Regions from separate parts of the Rattus norvegicus genome. Here region 1 is linked to region 2. A link is a contact called in public Hi-C data. All regions are on one chromosome and are shown on one strand. Each heading gives the region's core, a stretch centred on a gene start, on an enhancer-like site or on the middle of the called end of the contact. The rest is flanking DNA. Distances are from core to core; before and after follow the strand shown. Region 1 holds the start of Timp3 (TIMP metallopeptidase inhibitor 3). Region 2 overlaps Syn3 (synapsin III).

Evidence for each region. Hi-C and Micro-C count contacts between places; a contact is called where the count stands out from the background.
Region 1: a Hi-C map of the A7r5 cell line shows a contact between it and region 2, with 7 times the contacts expected there. The contact joins the promoter of Timp3 here to the enhancer-like site in region 2. A contact is called at or near these places in 9 of 12 Hi-C or Micro-C datasets (the A7r5 cell line, frontal cortex, kidney and 4 more) and 1 of 1 datasets of contacts at active chromatin or transcription factors (oligodendrocytes).

What each region holds. Positions count from the first base shown.
Region 1 is chr7:19,455,454-19,461,056 of GRCr8, forward strand. It overlaps Timp3 (TIMP metallopeptidase inhibitor 3), which reads right to left and starts at 4,105. Exons shown (of 5, transcript NM_012886.3): 1 at 3,686-4,105. The coding sequence starts at 3,806. All of the region lies in intron 6 of Syn3 (synapsin III), which reads left to right.
Region 2 is chr7:19,288,295-19,293,699 of GRCr8, forward strand. The region is part of intron 2 of Syn3 (synapsin III); the gene reads left to right. Among named protein-coding and RNA genes, the nearest start is that of Syn3, 27 kb to the left of the region's middle. Within about 2 kb of position 3,702, at least 12 of the 93 cell types and tissues checked have an H3K27ac peak or open chromatin away from gene starts, as enhancers often do. A contact at or near this core is called in the A7r5 cell line, where this site is marked.

The DNA.
Region 1 (5,603 bases), core at 2,855-5,354, 170 kb after region 2:
CTGAACCCAGCTGTGCCCTTTCCAAGGCCCTTCCACCATCCCACATTGCCTCTAGAGACCACCCAAGAGCAGAATGTGACAAAAGTAGGAAGAAGGGGCCTTCGTGTCCATGCAGGCTAAAGTGTGAAAAGCCAAAAGGGACTAGAATGGCGTCGTTTTTGTTTTTCATTATTGAACCTGTTGGAATGTACTATTCAGCAGCTGATCTCAATGGGTCCTGCTGTGTCAGCAAAAGCACAGCCACTTCCCAGCAATGTTCTAGTCTTGTCTGTCAGGGGACTGAGAAAGGGACAGAGCAGTCAGAGGGGCACCTTCTACACCCACCGGGACCCCAGTCTGCAGACTTCCTTCCTGGCTCCTGCCTCACCCATCCACCTCCGACCAAGCACTGGGCAGGTGGCTCCCCTGGGAACCCCTGTCTCCTCCAATCATCCTGGGAGTTCGGATTCCATCAGCCTCGCTGATCACTGCTCTTAATGACACACAGCGAGTCACCCTTTCACCTTGGCCTAGTAATTTTGAGAGTCTTTTCTGGTTTTTGCAGCCAAAGAACATAGGGAATGTCCTTGTCTTTTGTTGTGCCGTTATAAAACTGTAATCACTTCTTCCTCGGTAAACAGGATACTTTAATTAAAACTGCTGGCCCCTTTAGCTGCCTTCAATGTTTGGAGGGAAGCTTTTCTAATCTAGGTGAAAATGCCATCCGTCCCTTTCATTTGAATTCCAGGAGCAGGTGCCGTCCTTAGGGTGTCAGAGTTCAGCGGAAAAGTGTCATCATGAAGACTGAATGCATGCCTGGCCACTGCTGGTGGCCTTGCATGATGACCTTATTCAGTCTCAGTATTCTCCATCTGAGAAATGGGTGTGATACCACTTAAGGTTGCTGGGGAGTTAAGATAGCATCTCTGACGTGCTTGAACACCAGTATAGGTCTGAATGCTTCCTTGTCTTCTTTCCTCTTGCCCAACAGCATTCCTCCTCCGGTCAGGATTCTCCAGATGCCATTAGCCTCAGTACACGTGGACATGCACACTCACACGTGTGTGTGTGTGTGTGTGTGTGTGTGTGAGTGTGTGTGTGTTATGTGCTCATGACACACATGCATGCGCACGCACACCACCCCACTCCAAAATTTTCAGAATGCCCTGAACATTTCCCATCGTTGCCTGAACTGAGGCTGCCAGGGCAAAATCTGCCTGGCCAAGGCTGCCTCTTTCATTCCCAGCGCCCTGCCCCCTGCTTCTTCAGTCAAGGTTTTGAAGGAGTTTCGGGGGCAGTGACTGGAAGGGAGAAGGCCCCAGGTGAGGTGACCACTGCCAAGTTCCTTGCTTTGCCCCACAGTGTATCTGATAATGGTAAGTGTAGTTTAGTCTTCTAAACACTTAGATAGGGTGCTGGGCCTGCAGTTGCCATGGAAACACCTTTTAACTCCTCCTCATCCAGAAGGTTGTGCCAGTCCCCTGGGCTTCGGAGAAGAAAGAGCAAAGAGACACCCTGTGGGTAAAGAGACAGGGAGAAGGAAGGCCATTTTGGTGCGGTAATGGGGGCTTACCACAGGCCAAGCTAGGCGTCTTGTGCCCTTCCCTGGCAACATGGCATCTAGCCAGGGTGAGAATGCCTGCCGGTTCTAGAAGAGGAAGGTGGCAGGCAGGCTGGCTTGAGCATACTGAGGGGGCTCCAGTTTCCAGAGGACAGTTGGGAGCCATCTACTGGAGGCAACAGGGTGTCTGCTGCTGTCAGACAGCAGGTCAACAAGCCAGCAGGCCCACACCCACACCTCCCATTTTTAAAAGCATTATCTCATCTCTGTGCAGTGCACCAAACCAAGGGTTAGTAAGTCTGGATTCCTGCCAGAACAAGGATCCCCCCTCCCCTTTGGCTACTACTATATTCTGGATTTGGCATGTTTCTTGGTAATTTAACTTTTTTTCTAGGAAGCGTATTAAGAGGGAGAAAATAAGCTGTTTCTTGAATAAACCCATAGAAATGACAAGAAACTTGGTCAGTGCTGACCAACAGTAGGACCCTTACAGAAGCAATCAGCTGACTCCAGGAGAGCACTCCTGGCTTATGTTGTCAAGGTAGACACCTCAGAGCCGAAAGGCATCTAGGATAGAGAGGAGAAGAACCCTCTCTTCCCTACTCACACTAGGGAACCAAACTGAACACACCCAACCCATTGTGCGGCTGAAAAGAACTTGGGCCCTAGTCTGCACACCCAGATTCCACCTGCTCCCCCACAGGTCAGGACTACGCTCTAGGCTGAGCAAAAACCAGACAGCACGAACTAGTGGAGAAAGTCACTGACTGCTGAGAGGAAAAGCCAAGAGGAATCTGGGTGGGGGCACTCAGGGGAGAAGGGAGAAAACTTTCCCAGCCCTCCAGCAATCCAAAAAAGGACGCTTCCAAGCAACCCTTAAAGCCAGGGGTTCTGCCCCAGGGACAGGAAAGGGTGGGTGTCCTCGGGTTCTAGGAAACCTCCAAGAGGGGTGACCGCAGGTCACACAAACACCCTGGGGCTGCCAAGTGGACTGACCTGACCACCACAGCCACCTCCCAGATTTCCCCCTAGGCTGGCCTGACCCACCAGCAGTGCCTCTCCAACCACGGTTTTCTCTCCTGCCAGGTCGCCACCCCTCCCCCTCCTCGTCACAACACACTTGCAGAGTAGAATCCCTCACTCAAGACCCAGTGGAAAATTTCCTTCTCCTTTATGACTAAACTTAAAACACACACACTCCATTCTTTACTGAATCCACACTGGCCAAGTGCGGCCTCGTGTCCCCCGCCCCTGCCCAGCAAACACACAGCAGGGACATTGGACCCGAGAGCTTTAAGAGCTGGAGAACAGAGTTTCCAGCTTCTGCTCCTCCTGGGGCCCTCCAAACACTAATTCCTCCAACACTCCTCAGGCACTCCGGACTGTGGGTTCCACTTCTTATCAAGTCTCTCTAACCAGCACAGTCTCTTTGAGCCCATCACCTCAAGTGATGAGACCTTGGGCATCTTTGCTCTTTGGGTGACAAATCTGCTTTCTCCTTAAGCTCTCCCTCCTCACATACATTCAGGGAAAGAAAAAAAACTTCCTGTGAATTTTCACAGCTGTATGGTAAGTGATTCCCCCACAGTCACCTCAGGCCAACTATCAACAGTACTCCCAGGGAGGAGGGCAACCCCACAGTTTTCTTCTCTCTTTTTTTTTTTTTCATCTCCCCCTCCCCCAGTTCCAGCCACCCAAACTTGGCATTGGCAGGCCAGAAGCTCCATTAGCACTTGCTGGGAGAGCCTGCAGCTAGGCTGGGTTGGATCTCAAGGAAAAGAACGAAGTTCAAGGGCGCAGGAGATAAGCAATCTCTAAACGCTAGTTTTCTCTCGCAACTCCACCCGCACAATCGAGCAACTTGAAAAGCGTACTCGAGGTCCCAGAACTTCAGTTGGAGTTCCAACTTTTCAGAACCTTCTCTCACCCTCCTCCTCCAACTCTTTTTCCTTTCAAGCCAATGGAGAAAATTTCTAGATGTCAAGCAGGGACCTAGTTCACGCCCGCCCGCCCGCCAGAGACCATCACTAGGCCACCGGTTGGGTTCCGTCTGCAAGGCATTTCTGTACATAGAGTCCCCGCCCAGGGAAACTGAGTCTCCCGCTGCGGCGTGCAACTTGCTCCGGGGCCTCCCAGAGCGCTTACCGATGTCGGAGTTGCAGAAGGCATCCTGGGGATGGCTGGGCGAGCATGTGCACGCTTCCGTTCCCCAGTGCCCAAGGCTCCAGCAGCTCAGGAGCAGGACAAGCCCAAGCCAGGGAGTCATGGTAGCTGCTGTGGTCCGCTGCGGGGACTGCCGCTCTTTTCCTCAAAGTTGCCGAGCGCTAGCGCCGGTGCTGCAGTCCGAGCTCACTCGCCGGGTTTAACCGTGCACTGTGCACGGTGGGCAACTTTGAGCTCCGGGGAAGTGCCTTCCAAGTAGCCCGGCGGGATGTGACCAAGTGGCCAAGGGTGTCTGGCGCACGAGTCCGCGGAGCCAGTGAGTGGCCTCCGGGAGAAGGATCGGGAAGCGGAGAAGCAAGAGAAGAAGCTCCTTGGCGCTGGCGGCTGCCCGCTGCCCACTGTGAGCAAGAGTCCAGGGCTGCAGAGTGATATAGGGGCGCGAGGGGACCCAGCCCCTCGGGAGCGCGGGGTCCGCCCCCTCTGACCAATGGCAGCGCCGCATTACCTCATCGGCCCTCCAAAAAGGGGGCGGGGCCGGGGGGCGCGGGGCGACAGGGCGGAGCCGGCCCGGACCGTTCAGATCCTTTTAGGGAATAATGCAGTTGTGGGCACGCGAGTGGGTGGGCTGGGCGCGTCCTGGGCCAGTATGCGCTGCAGCGGCGTCCCACGGCCCCTTCACCCTACGCCCACCGGCCCTCTTTGCGCTTTCGACCCAAACAAGGATCCAATCCCAGCCACCCAGCCTGCCTGCACAACCCTTTCAAGGGCCCTAGGTGGCCCGCGCCCTGAAGTCTTGATCAGGCCTCCTGAAAAAGTCAAGAGGGAAGCCTCAAAGAAAATTTCCCCTTCTTATCTTTCCTAGAGAGAGAGAGAGAGCAGGGAGTAAGAGGAAACCCTTGAGCAGATGGCATCCGTTTTACCCACCTCCCCACCCCCAACACATACACCTCTGCCTTTGTGGGACCGCTATGGTAATTGTCACTGGGGGTAAATTTATCTGTGGAATTATTCAACAAACACTGTTCTGGACGCCAAGCAAGCCCTTGCAATCAGGATGACTGTGCTAGTACGATGAGGAAACTAGAATAGTTGTAGACCTAGGTTAGAATGACTAAGAGGGTGTTGCTTTCTGTGGGACAGTAAAAGGAGTGACATCATGCAAGAACATCAAGTGCAAAGGCCTGGGTCTTCTTTGAAGGACAGAATATAGGGGAAAAGGGGGAGTAGGATAGCTGGTCTCACTGGTGACAGACAGCAATTCCTCCTTCAGTAAGGAACTTCCTGAGGTAAGGCAGTCCAAAAGTGAAGTAGATCCAGATCCAAGATCAGAGACGACTAACAGTAAAATTAGGAATGTTATCAACCAAGCCATTTTAAGTAACATCTTCACGGGTTGGGGGGGGGATGGGAGTGGGCGAGGGCATGGGTGTGTACTCACACTTTGTTCTACCTTTTTGAGACACAGTCTTGCTGACACAGCCCAGGCTGACCTTGAACTCAAGATCATCCTGTGTCAGGCTTCTAAGGGAGTTAGAGATGTGCAGCACCACACCTGGCCTATGCTATCTGTTTTGAAAAGCAGGATTCCATACTCCATCTCCCTATGCTATCTGTTTTGAAAAGCAGGATTCCATACTCCATCTCGTATTTGCAGATTCCTTCTAGTTAGGGAAAGCTAGGACAGGTGTCCTGTGTACCTTCCAGCTGAAGAAACAGGCCCAGGAAGGGGATGCTCCCACCATCCTTGCAGCTGCCTCTAACCAACATTACTTTTATAATAATCTCTCTCCCCTCTCTGCCACCTTACACCTCAGCTGATTTCAAAGGAGACCTGTATTTTAGCTGCAGAATGCTGAAAACTTGTAAAAATTAGGAAAATCCAAGGGAACCCCTTAGATTA
Region 2 (5,405 bases), core at 2,452-4,951:
CTCACCCTGACATAATAGGCCCTGGGACGGTAATTGTTATTAATTGCAGTTACTAATTGCTTGTGACTATAATAGCCCTGGGAGCCAGGGGGAAGGAAGCTGCTTGGCATGCTTCTCAGTTAAGCTGGTTGTGCTGCAGGGCCAGCTTCCAGAAGCCCTGGAGGAAGGGTGTCTAGGCCCTGGCAGACTGGCAGTCATTCCTGAGTCACAGAGAGAGCTCCAACTCAATCAGCTGAGCCTAGAGTAAACGGAGAAGGTTAAAGCATAGACGCACAGCTCTGCTGTAGATCCCCGGCTCTGGGGAACAACTCATGCCCATTGGCACCATAAAGCCCTCTATTGCATCAGCCAACTGTTGTATGCGGAGGACTGTAAGGGGCTTCTAGTGAACTGAAGATGGGGGTCTCATTAAAGGGGTGTCACCTCTTATTTGCTTTATTTATTAACTCAAACATTCCACCTGACCCCACCTGCAGGGCTTCAGTACTGGTCCTATACCTCTGCCTTCTTTCTCTGTATTTCTCCCTGCCCTAGTGTCCAGGGAGAGGGGAGGGGCGTGGACATTCCCCATCAACCAGTTCTGTTGCCTAGAGACGGCTCAGTTTTCCCAGGCCCGGCCCCTTTTATCAGGGAGACAATGCGTGCACACACAGTGAAGGCCTTGTGTGGCACCCAAGCCCCTAGCCCTTTGACTTGAAGAATTTTTCAAGTGCTGACCCTTCTTCGTGAGGTCTTCATGCTGTCCAATCCAAGGGCCAGTGTCTCTGCAGCTTCCTACCCAGCCTCTGTGAGTAGAGACAGAGGAAGGGGAAACAGAAAGATTGTTGCCGCCACCCTGCTCGTGTGGAATCTTGGGGGAAAGCTTCACCCTTGGAACCTAGCTAGAAGATACAAGGAAAATGTCTTTGAACAGAAGCGAATGTGGATAAAATTTCCCCCTAAATCTCTTCCTTTCTGCTGTCTCTCTAAAGAGCTTGACTGAGCCGTGAGATCTCAAATGTAAAGGGCACCCTCCATCCCAGAGCACCTGTTTCCTTAGATATACCACCATGTGATGTGTGAAGACCATGTCTCTTGACGAGCGTTCCTTTTAGAGTGATTATTTCCAGCTACCACCCGGAACTTGTTGCATAAGGTCAAGTTCTTTCTCATGGAAAGAAGGACCTTTGGCCAACATAAGTAAAATGAGGTTTTACTAGGAAAAGAATGGGTAATGATTGGAATTCTAGGAAACGTCAACCTGTGAGACCCTTCCAGAGATCTGCATACAGCATACATGCATACCTCAACCCTCATTTGCCTTTGCAACTTAAAAAACAAATTCTTGGTCAATATTAAGCCTGGCTTCATCTACTCCTTCTCTCTTGAGAAGACTCTCTGACAGACCTACCAATGTTGTCTACAGGAGGGAGGCTTGGTTCTGTCAGGACATGAACCAATACGAATGGAAGGACCACTACTAGACAAGCATTCAATGGATCCAAGGCAAGCCAAGAGAAACTGTCACCTACCACAGTGGACTCTGAATGGCTAGAATGGAGCCAGGAACCTGCTTTTTGATCGTGATGGAAAACCAACCTTTGAAGCTATCAAAACAGAGGGCTTACTACATGATTTCAGTGAATAGAAACAAGACCACTGACGGAGCAATGGAAAATGGAGATGAAGTTCAACTTGATGAACAGAGCAGGCCAGGCACACGTGCGGCTCAGTATGAGTACAGTTAGCTGGCGGAGATCAAGTGGTGGTGGGAAAAGGGTGAGTTTCCCATGGTGTAGAAGATCCCAAATTTGGTTTGGCTACTCATTTGTGAAAGTCATGAAGGGCTCAGGCCCCAACGATCTTATTCTAGAAACCCTTAGAGAAGGCTCCAAACTCAAGCGTTTGCTCTTCTCCTCTTGCCTTTGTCTTACCTGAATCATGCCCTTGCCTCGTTCTTCTCTGAGGAATTCCACAGCCTAGTTGCAAGTGTTGCCTCACCCTCCACAGCCTGGCTTTCTAGCCCAGGCCCTCCCAGTGACCTTCTTTCTAGAACCCCTTAGAGACCTGCTTCTGCTTAGGCAATAGAGATTTCAAAGCTGTGTCCCCAGACTTTACCCCATTGGTTACAACATGGCCCCTGGAAAGGCATGTCTCTGGGCAGATGCCAGCCTCATTACCTAATGTCTCTCTCCCCAAGGTCTGTAGAAGCCTCTGATGTGCTCCCTGGCAGGAGGGAATCATCTGCCATGGCAGAAAAGGGATGGGGATTCCTGTCCACTCTTCTGCTGGGTTTTCTGAAGGTCTCTCAGAAGTTAACTACCATGCAAAAAACTGGCTTAATCAGAGGCTGCCTGTGGAAACACAGCAGTCAGTATGGGGACTTGTGGATGGGAACAAGCACAGGTGGGAAGAAACACTTCCCTGTGGTCAGAGGGCTTCTTTTGGACCAAGCTGGATCTCTATGCTGCTGCACGGATGGTTATCACATATCTGTGTGTCACTGCCTCCTGGGAGGGAGTGAGCCCTGTGTGGTCTTCCTGGTTGGCTCCTTGGAGCCTGAAGGTTCTGCACAGAGCAGATGGTCCAGCGCTGCAGGTTGAATCATGCAGAGGCTTCCTGGGTCTATGGGCCTGGCTTGCTGGGTAAAGCACTTGCTGCACAAGTGTGAGAACCAGAGTTAAACCCTGGGGACTCTGGTGAATGAGTGACCATGCTGCCCCTGCTACATTCCGGGACTCAGGGAGGTGGGAAGAGGATCCCAGCTGGCTGGCTGGGCTAGCAGAATCCTCAAACTCTGGGATCCAGTAAGAGATGCTGCCTGGCCTCACTGTCTCCATGGTCGGATGGATCTGTCCGGGAGCCCTGCTCTGACACAGGTAGATCCCATCTGTGCTCATTCCCTGCCTGAGGCAGGAAAAGAATGCAGTGCCCACTCCTCATAAATCTTTGTCACATGCCACCACATCCTGGGGCCCCAAAGTAGGCATTTCCCGCCCCAGGCAGCCTAGTTTGCAATATTCTCCTTCCTGCTGCCTTCAATGTGTCAGTAAAATATGAGGCCACCCACAGAGACAGAAACCTCCTGGAATCCAGTGTTCCCACCCCCTTTCACAGGGCAGGACCATGGATTTGGTTGATTGGCAGAGTTATTCAAGAAACTGTGAATGTGGACATATTAGGGCACTGGGATGGGACTGCTGGTAGAAGACAAAGCCATTGGACAACGTGGATCCATCTGTTTAAACCAAGGTCGGTCGAGCAGCCAGTCAACAGCAGAGACACTGGCCTCCACCCACAAGGCATCTCGAATTCTATGCCATCCCTCCCCTTCTCTCTGCCACACAGGGCTGTTCTGAGGCAGCTCCAGCCTGATTTAGCCCATCCTTCCACCACCATCCCCACCCCCAACCCCCAGCAAGAAGGCAGCAGTCTGTGTGGCCCAGCAGGAGACAGACTTCTGACTCCCAGCCAGGCAGAGGGATGGACAGCCTGACCCTCACCTCAGCCTGAGACAGCCTGCCAGCCTCAGCACTAAACATTCCAAAGACTCCTGGGAAGGTGAGGCCTCTTTGAGGCAGGAGCTGCTTGGGAGGCATACAATGCAGAACAGTCTGGGTTCCAGTTTGGAATCAAGTCCGAGGCTGACTGTCAGTCCCACAGGTTGGACATACACACAATGACCCCTATAATCAGATGTAGATTTGTGAGTAATTGCAACAATTGGCCAGTAGGTGGCAATAGAGGGTCACAAGGAAGATCTGGATGCAGGGACAAGGGAGACATTTCCTTACCTGGTCAGCATGTAGGAAGTGCAGTCCCGTGCCGTGTCACAAGGTGCTGTCCTGTGCAGTGGCTGTTGAAACAGACCTCACACACTGGGTGTTTGGAGGCAGAGGAGAGATTGTAATGTATAATTACAAGGCAAAGCAGTACTGTAAGGTTAAGGGAATATGCTTGGCTGTGGAGGAGGGGTACCCAGCCCAGCCAGATAGGGGTGCTGCTAAGGAAACCAAGAGAGCAGATAGCACCTATGAGGACTCTGGAAGGTGAGAGAGAGACAGCCTGGCAAAACAGAGGGGTGAGCCTGTGCAAAAGACCAGAAGCACAAAGCAGAGGACATGCTGAAGCATCACAGGTGTGTGTGTGTCTGTCTGTCTGTCTGTCCATGGAAACAGCTATAAAACAACATGTGGCAACAACAACAGCAGCATCCCCATTAGGAAGGAATTTTACTGAATCCTGAACATCCGAAACTATGGGACAGCTGGAAAATCTATGAGACCTTGAATGACAACTTCTGCATCTGCAGGATATGGGAGTGACCCTGCCCCATTCCCTCCTGGGGTTGATGGGAAGGTCAAGTACTAGGAAGAAGAACACCAGAATCTGCCTGGGTATGGAGTGAAGAACGGAGAGTGGAGAGTGACTGGGAAACTGGGAAGGATGTGAGCTGAGACCGAGAACCAAGAGCTGCCCAGTGCTATGCTGCTAAGGTCTGGATGAGTCCTTACGAGCTATAGTCATCAGAGAAGGGATCCAGATATTTTATTTAAACATTCCCTAGCTTTATTCATTGCGGCCATTCGTTTTAAGTGTCATCTTGCCACAATGCAGAATTGCCTGAGAACATCAACCCAGGAACTGACTTGATCAGGATGGCCCGTGGACATGGCTGTAGATTATTGTCCTAATTATTAATCGGGAAAACCCAGTCAGTGAGAGGTACCATTCCCTACTAAGGAAAGGTAGCCGAGAGCAAGCAGGCAAGGATGAATTCATGCTCTCTTTACTCTTGACTATGGACACGTTGTGACTGCTTCAGTTCAGACCTTGACTTTCCCAGCATGCTGGGCTATAACCTGGCGTTATAAGCCAAAAGCCCTGTCATCTCTAAGTTGCTTTTGGATAAGATCTTGTTGATTAGAATGCTTATCAACTTTAAATATTAGTCATACACCTCTTAGGATATTTGCTGGTTTTTCACAGCCCCCACAAATACAGGAAGTGGGATGGGATGTGCTGACTCCCTTGTTGAGGATTCTCGATGAAAGTCTGCGTCGTGTGAGGCTACGCACACATTGAAGAGCACCAGTGGGAAAGAAGCAAAGTAGAACCTTACTTTCAAGTCATACCACCCACCCCTGTCCCATGAAAGTCCAGTCTCAGTGACACTGTAGCCTGACAACATTGTAAGAAAAAGTACCATGAATATCGAAGCTGTCAGTCAAGGGTGCTGGAAGGCTTGGGAGAGGGAGGTTGTACTGGCATTGGCTGAGAATCGATGGGGGCATGAGCACAGACAGAAGGAAGCAGTCTGAGGGTTTGTAGGAAGACTCCTTTCACAAAAGAAGATTAAGAAAAATAGTTCCCTCCTCCAGGGAAAAGAACAGAATCACAAGACTTAGGACAAGGTTCATGAACGC